Regions from separate parts of the Mus musculus genome. Here region 2 is linked to region 1. Evidence: chromatin contacts called from public HiChIP or PLAC-seq data. All regions are on one chromosome and are shown on one strand. The core of a region is the stretch at or near the end of the contact, and the rest is flanking DNA. Distances in the headings are between cores, read along the strand shown. Region 1 has its middle 28 kb from the start of Gm52609. Region 2 overlaps Rapgef2 (Rap guanine nucleotide exchange factor (GEF) 2).

Region 1 (2,850 bases), core at 115-2,614:
ATTTGACAAGTTAGCTTTTCCAGTCTCCAGGGTTGAGGAGCGCGAAGGGCTAACAACTTACCTAGACTCCAAATCCACCCATCACAGACGTCATCAGAAAGGAAAATGGCTGGAGGAAGAAAACCAGATGCCTTGGGGAGATGGGCGGTGGTGTTTGCATTTGCCACGAAGGTCTTGAGTAGCTATAAGGAAGGAACAATTAGCAGCATGATAACATTGAAGAAGAGTTTCCGTGAATTAAAAATGAGATCTATGGGGCTGAGTGTATCATTAAGCACTAGGATACAATCTGCTCACTACATGTAAGGTCCTGGTTCAATCACTGGTACCCCTACCCGAAAGAGATCCCCTTCACATTCCCTCCTTAAATGCAAGTAAAGACACATATGCCTGTGTCTGCCTTCCACTGGGGTGCCGAGCACTGCCCACTGGCCCATCGGCAAGCCACTCAGGGGAGGCGGAACACAGTCCAAAGTAGGGGCCCTCAGTCTGTATTTTCTTGGGTGGGAACAGTGGGGTCTGGGAAAGTTGCTGTGGTTCCCGGTCTCCTGTGTACTCAGGCACTGCGGGGGTTAGACTGGGAACTAGATTCCGGGGATCTGAGTCTCCCCTCAGGGCATTTATGAACCAGGCTGGAAGGGGAAGGCAGAGCCCAGAAACTGGGAGGAACCCAGTTTGGTTCAGGGTGAGTGCGGAACGTATGCAGGGTCTGGGAGAGAGAAAGCCTTCTTGGGAGATAAAGGTGCTGCTCTTTACCACAACGGCCTCCCCCCACGGTGATCCTTGATGGACGCGGTGGTCCTTGCTCGTCCAAATTGTCTTCTTTGATAGCAAATGTTAATGAGCACATCTTACTTAAGGTTACCGGGGTTTAAATACCTTTGTGGGAAGGGATGCCCAGGAAGGGAAGCTCATAGGCTGAACACTCAGGGCCTATCTGGATACCTAATTAGCATGGAGAACTCTAGGTTTTATGCTAAGTGACCAGTTGTCATGATCCTCTCAATGGAGTGTCATGGTTACATGTTCCAGAGCAGGTAGTCTGGCAGAGAGCTGGCTCCACTCCTGCCATTTTCAATTCTGAGGTTCCTCAGCCAAATTGATTTTTTTCCAAATAAAATAAAGACGAAAACCAGGCAAAGAATAGGTATGTAATCTCGGGCAAAGAGCGAACACTCTGCTGAGAAATTGAAGTTGAAAATCCCCAGAACCAGCCTGTGGAAATAACTTGAGAAGACACAGAAGAAAAGGTTCATCAGCCGCCTTTTATCATCTAGCCTGGAGTTTGCAGAACAACCGCCTCTGTTAGATAAGCAGCTCTTTGTGCTTCGCTGGGAAGGAGAGAAGCGCCCCAACGCCACACGCCACACGCCACACTTTCATCGTTGTCTTTTATCTTCTGACAGTCCAGACCCTTGTTATCTCTTCCACTTCCTCCAGTTAAACAGATTTAGACAGACTTTTCAGACAGGGCCAAGCCTTTTGTGTTGTGGTTTTCTTAACCCCGCCCCCCAGAGTACCCAAGTCATTTTAATAAACAGTTCTTTTAAAATCCAGTCCTAGGCTTGAGAAAAGATCATCCCTCTATTTCCATGGTATCTGAAAACCCCAAAAGAACCAATTAGCGTTGTGTAGCTCAAGGATAAAGGGGAGGATCTAGCTTTAAGAAATAGAAATATTGGCCTTCTGAAACTAATAGCTGTTATACATTCTACATGGAGTATATAGCCTGGGGTCTGAGAGCAGAGCAGATGTGTTGGTTTTGTTTGACCCCCACGCACATCTGCTGATTTTTACCTTACTTGGCGCTCACTCTTGGTTCCAGGAGTACAGCACATCCAAGTGGTACCATCCCTGCCCAGTGGGTGAAGAAGAAGCCTCCTTGTGATCTTGTTGGAACTTCAGGGGAGGAGATATTTTTATCTTCTGCTAAGGCTTCCAAATCCATTGATACATTAGAATACCAGATTTTTCTAGTAGCTTCCAGCTCAGAACAGAAAATCCAACATAGAAGGCAGGGCAAGCCAAGGGACTGGAGCTGGTAAGGAACCCCTGAGGATGCAACTGAGTGTTTGCCTCCATCTATCTCTGAACCTGCCCAGGGCCTGTGAGCTTCAGTTCTGTAAGCAATAATTTTAAAACATCTAAGCCAGTTAAGACAGGTTACTCTGACAACCCAGAGAGTTCTGATTAGTACAAGATGGTTTCTGAGAATTTGATTAACTGGCCATAGCTAGGACCGTGTCACTGTTAGAAGGCAAATGGAATTGAAGGAGCCAGGGCAAAGTACAGAGTTTCAAAACAGCAATTAAACAGGATGCCAAACTAAAATGCTCATCTTGTCATATTGTGCTGTTCATGTATATAAAACAAAATTTCAAAAGAGTATAGACTGGTTCAATTATTCAAAATGAGTTAAAGCCATGTGTACTAAGCTGTAATAGAAACTCCATCCTCCCTGCCCAGTTCTCCACCCCAAGGTATTGGTTTCTTTATTCCCAGGACTCAAAATTGTAACTTCATATGGCAAGTGACCCTGATGAACATGATTCAGTTAATGGCCTTGAGGTGCAGAGGTTGTACTCATTGTCTTTTGGATCCCAAGTGTGGTCCTGATGGTATTTATAAAACGGAGATAAGAAGGTCAAAGAAGGAAGAGGCTGAGATATGGATAGAAACATTTTGAAATGACGTGGCCATAGGTGGGAAGGTCAAGGAGCAAGCCCTTTCACTACTGTCTGGAAAGAACAAGTCACGTTATAAATACCACTTTATTGGAGGACAGAGAGATGGCTCTGCAATTAGAAGCACCTGTTGCTCTTGTAGAAGACCTGGGTTTGATTCTCAGCA
Region 2 (2,850 bases), core at 219-2,718, 74 kb before region 1:
AGTGGGATTTGTTTATTTGCTTGTTTTATTTTAGGCAGGTTTTCTTAAATGCCCCTCACTGACATCAAACCTACTATCCTTCTGCTTCAGCCTCACAAGTGAAGGGGCTGTAAGTAACGTATTGGTTGGATTTTAATTTTTTTCTTATTCACTTGACACAATCTGGATGTATTTGGGAGGAGGCAATTGTAACTGAGAAGATTCATCCGTAAGGTCAGCCTGTAGGCAAGTGGAGGGGGGCACTTTCTTCATTGGATGATTAGTGTCAGAGGGCCACGCCAACTGCAGACAGTGCCCGTCTGGGTGGTGGCCATAGGATGTATAAGAAGGCAGGCGAACTTGATGTCAGAATCTGTGCCTAGTCTTACAGTAGCTAGTTATACTATATTTGGTTGATGTCCCTTGAAAGCCTGCTCTTTTCAGAGGGGAGATGAAGGAGGGGGCAGTTTGGAGGAAAGGGAAGCTAGTGGGAGAGATGAGGTGCGGGAATTGCCATCAGGATGTAATCTGTGTGAGAATAAATAAAAGGAAAGAAGAAAAGTAAGTGGAGTGAACTTTGGGAAGCAAGCCAGCAAGCAGCCCTCCTCCATGGCGTCTCTTCAGTCAGGCCTCCGGGTGCCTGCCCTGACTGTTTTCAATGGTGAAGCATGACCCGAGAGTTGTAAGGTGAAGTTAAAACCCCTAACTAAGGCAGAGTGGGCACCAGGATTGGGGTATTTCATGACAGACCTGAGCATGTTGAGGGCAGAACTGTGGAAAGAGTTTGGACCACTGGACTAGAAAGTCATTGAGCTTAATGAGATATTGTGTGTGGTGGTAACTCTGTCCCTGCCTCCAGCCAGAGAAACCGTAACTAAGACCGATTTGTGCTGGTTGAGCCCTGAAGTGCCCCTCAAAATTAAAACCATTAGGGGAGTTATGTCTCCCTTTTAATAGGAGCAAGACTTGTTTCCTTAATAGTAGCTTTGCGTTTGAATACACATCCAACTCTGACCTTTTTTGTGTAAGATACTAGGTGATCACCAGGGCCATCTCCCACCCAGTTCTAGGGTCTGTAAGTACCTCTGCCAGTCGCAGGCGACTTGTGTGTTGTGCCCTTCACTAACTCTTTAAGCCTGTACATGTTTGAAGGAGAATTCAGTGAGCTCAACTCAGTGAGATTAGATAAGGGAAGGTGCGAGTAACTTACTGCTTTTGTTTTAGTTTATGCAAACACACTTGTGGGAAAACCGGCAGTTTAAGCTGTATGCATATAGTGGGAAATAGAAAACCAGCCCTTTGATTTCATGTCTAATGAAGTCATTTGCTGGAACTGCAGACGATTTAGAGATGAAGAGCCTGTGCTGGTAATCGTTCATTCATTTTGCTCCTGTGGCAGGGACTTTCTAGTTCTTGGCAGCTCAGGATGAAGAGGAGAGATTGGACCTTGTCCTGCTCTAGGCAAGGGAAGCTACAGCTTGCAGCGGAATGTGTGCTGTGGGGCAGGGGAGATACAGCAGATAGCATGGGCTCTGTGAGGGGAAAGGAGCAGGGACTAGGCTGACAGAGTGTTGTGAGACAGATCTTTCCTGGGGAGATGGCGTGTGTCTACTCACCCCGGGTACGGAACAGGAGATAGAGGAACAAAGTCTAACTTGATGGGCCAGTGAATTTTATTTGGGGGTTACTTACAGGAACATGGATGGCTCAAAAGCATGCTATTACTGAAAAGCTAAGGAGACCTGCAACCCAGGAAGCTGGACATGGTAGAGACTCCTTTCCTCGGTTTGGCTGCCAATCACTTCCCCCAGCAGTTATGGCATCCGTAACCCTGGAAAGGATCCTGGTGAATCTATGAGTTTAGGTTTCCTAACATGTGAACCATGAAATGTGTTTACCTGCTGGGTCCCAGACGCCCCACCCCCTGCTGAAGGGAGTGGTTCTATTTAAAGACAATCTCCACAGAAGGAGGCAGAAGGTTGCGCCAGGGGAATGGTGGTCATACAGTTTGGCTTCCTCGGGTCAGACATATCATCTGTTTCCAATTGCTACTATTCTTGTTCTAGGCCAACATCACAAACAAATCTATCGACTATCATTTCTAGTAAAAGTCTATATGTTCAACATACCATCTTATTTTAGAGTGCTTTCCATGGGCATTTTAAAAGCCTAAATACTGCTTATAAATGCATTGATTTGAAGGCCTCCTTTTTGTAAACTGACTGGTGCACCTTCTCTTTTTAATGTGTTAATTTTAGAATGGTTGTAAGAAATTTAAAATTAAAGTATGTACAGTATGTCTATTGTTCCTAGAAACGTAAGACTTACTTAGTATCTGAAAAACCTTTCTGAGAATTCCTGGAAAGCAAGCGCCCTTCATAGTCCTACAAATAAACGCAAAGCTGGCTGGCTGGCTTCTAACAGGAGCATCTCTGCGATGGCTAACCTTTATTTGATAACATTACTCAGCAGCGAAGTGACAGAGCTGATGTGGGTGCTCGCATGCACAAATGAGCATTTAAGTTAAAGTTGATGAAATTGCTGATATTTTTTAAGAACTGCAAAAGAAAACAACTTCTCCTTGGGTTCCCAACGATCACTGGATGTGTGTCCTTGTCTCAGTTATTTTGAAGAAAGTGAATTTATCATAGTTGGTTTTGCTCCATAAACCATGCCTTTTAGATACGAGGTATTTAGTAGTTGTGGCTTTTGTGATGTGGGTGCTGAGAATTGAGCTCAGGCCCTTTGCAAGAACAGTGCATGCCTTTTAACTCCTAACGCTCTCTCCAGTCCCTGAATATGGTATTTCAACTGAATCTGGGAATGGCTTACATTTAGTATTAGACCCTTTTTCTCTCTTTAACCTTTGTT

The links. HiChIP or PLAC-seq counts read pairs in DNA pulled down with a chosen protein or histone mark.
Region 2: an H3K4me3 HiChIP or PLAC-seq map of the SCID.adh cell line shows a contact between it and region 1, with 12 read pairs. The contact joins two enhancer-like sites. A contact is called at or near these places in 1 of 15 datasets of contacts at CTCF or cohesin (the G1E-ER4 cell line), 1 of 484 Hi-C or Micro-C datasets (nephron progenitors) and 2 of 115 datasets of contacts at active chromatin or transcription factors (the SCID.adh cell line and embryonic stem cells).

Annotation. Positions count from the first base shown.
Region 1 is chr3:79,026,830-79,029,679 of GRCm38.p6, reverse strand. No RefSeq gene overlaps it. Among named protein-coding and RNA genes, the nearest start is that of Gm52609, 28 kb to the left of the region's middle. Within about 2 kb of position 1,364, at least 24 of the 459 cell types and tissues checked have an H3K27ac peak or open chromatin away from gene starts, as enhancers often do. A contact at or near this core is called in the SCID.adh cell line, where this site is marked.
Region 2 is chr3:79,100,574-79,103,423 of GRCm38.p6, reverse strand. All of the region lies in intron 3 of Rapgef2 (Rap guanine nucleotide exchange factor (GEF) 2), which reads left to right. Among named protein-coding and RNA genes, the nearest start is that of Rapgef2, 44 kb to the left of the region's middle. Within about 2 kb of position 1,468, at least 15 of the 459 cell types and tissues checked have an H3K27ac peak or open chromatin away from gene starts, as enhancers often do. A contact at or near this core is called in the SCID.adh cell line, where this site is marked.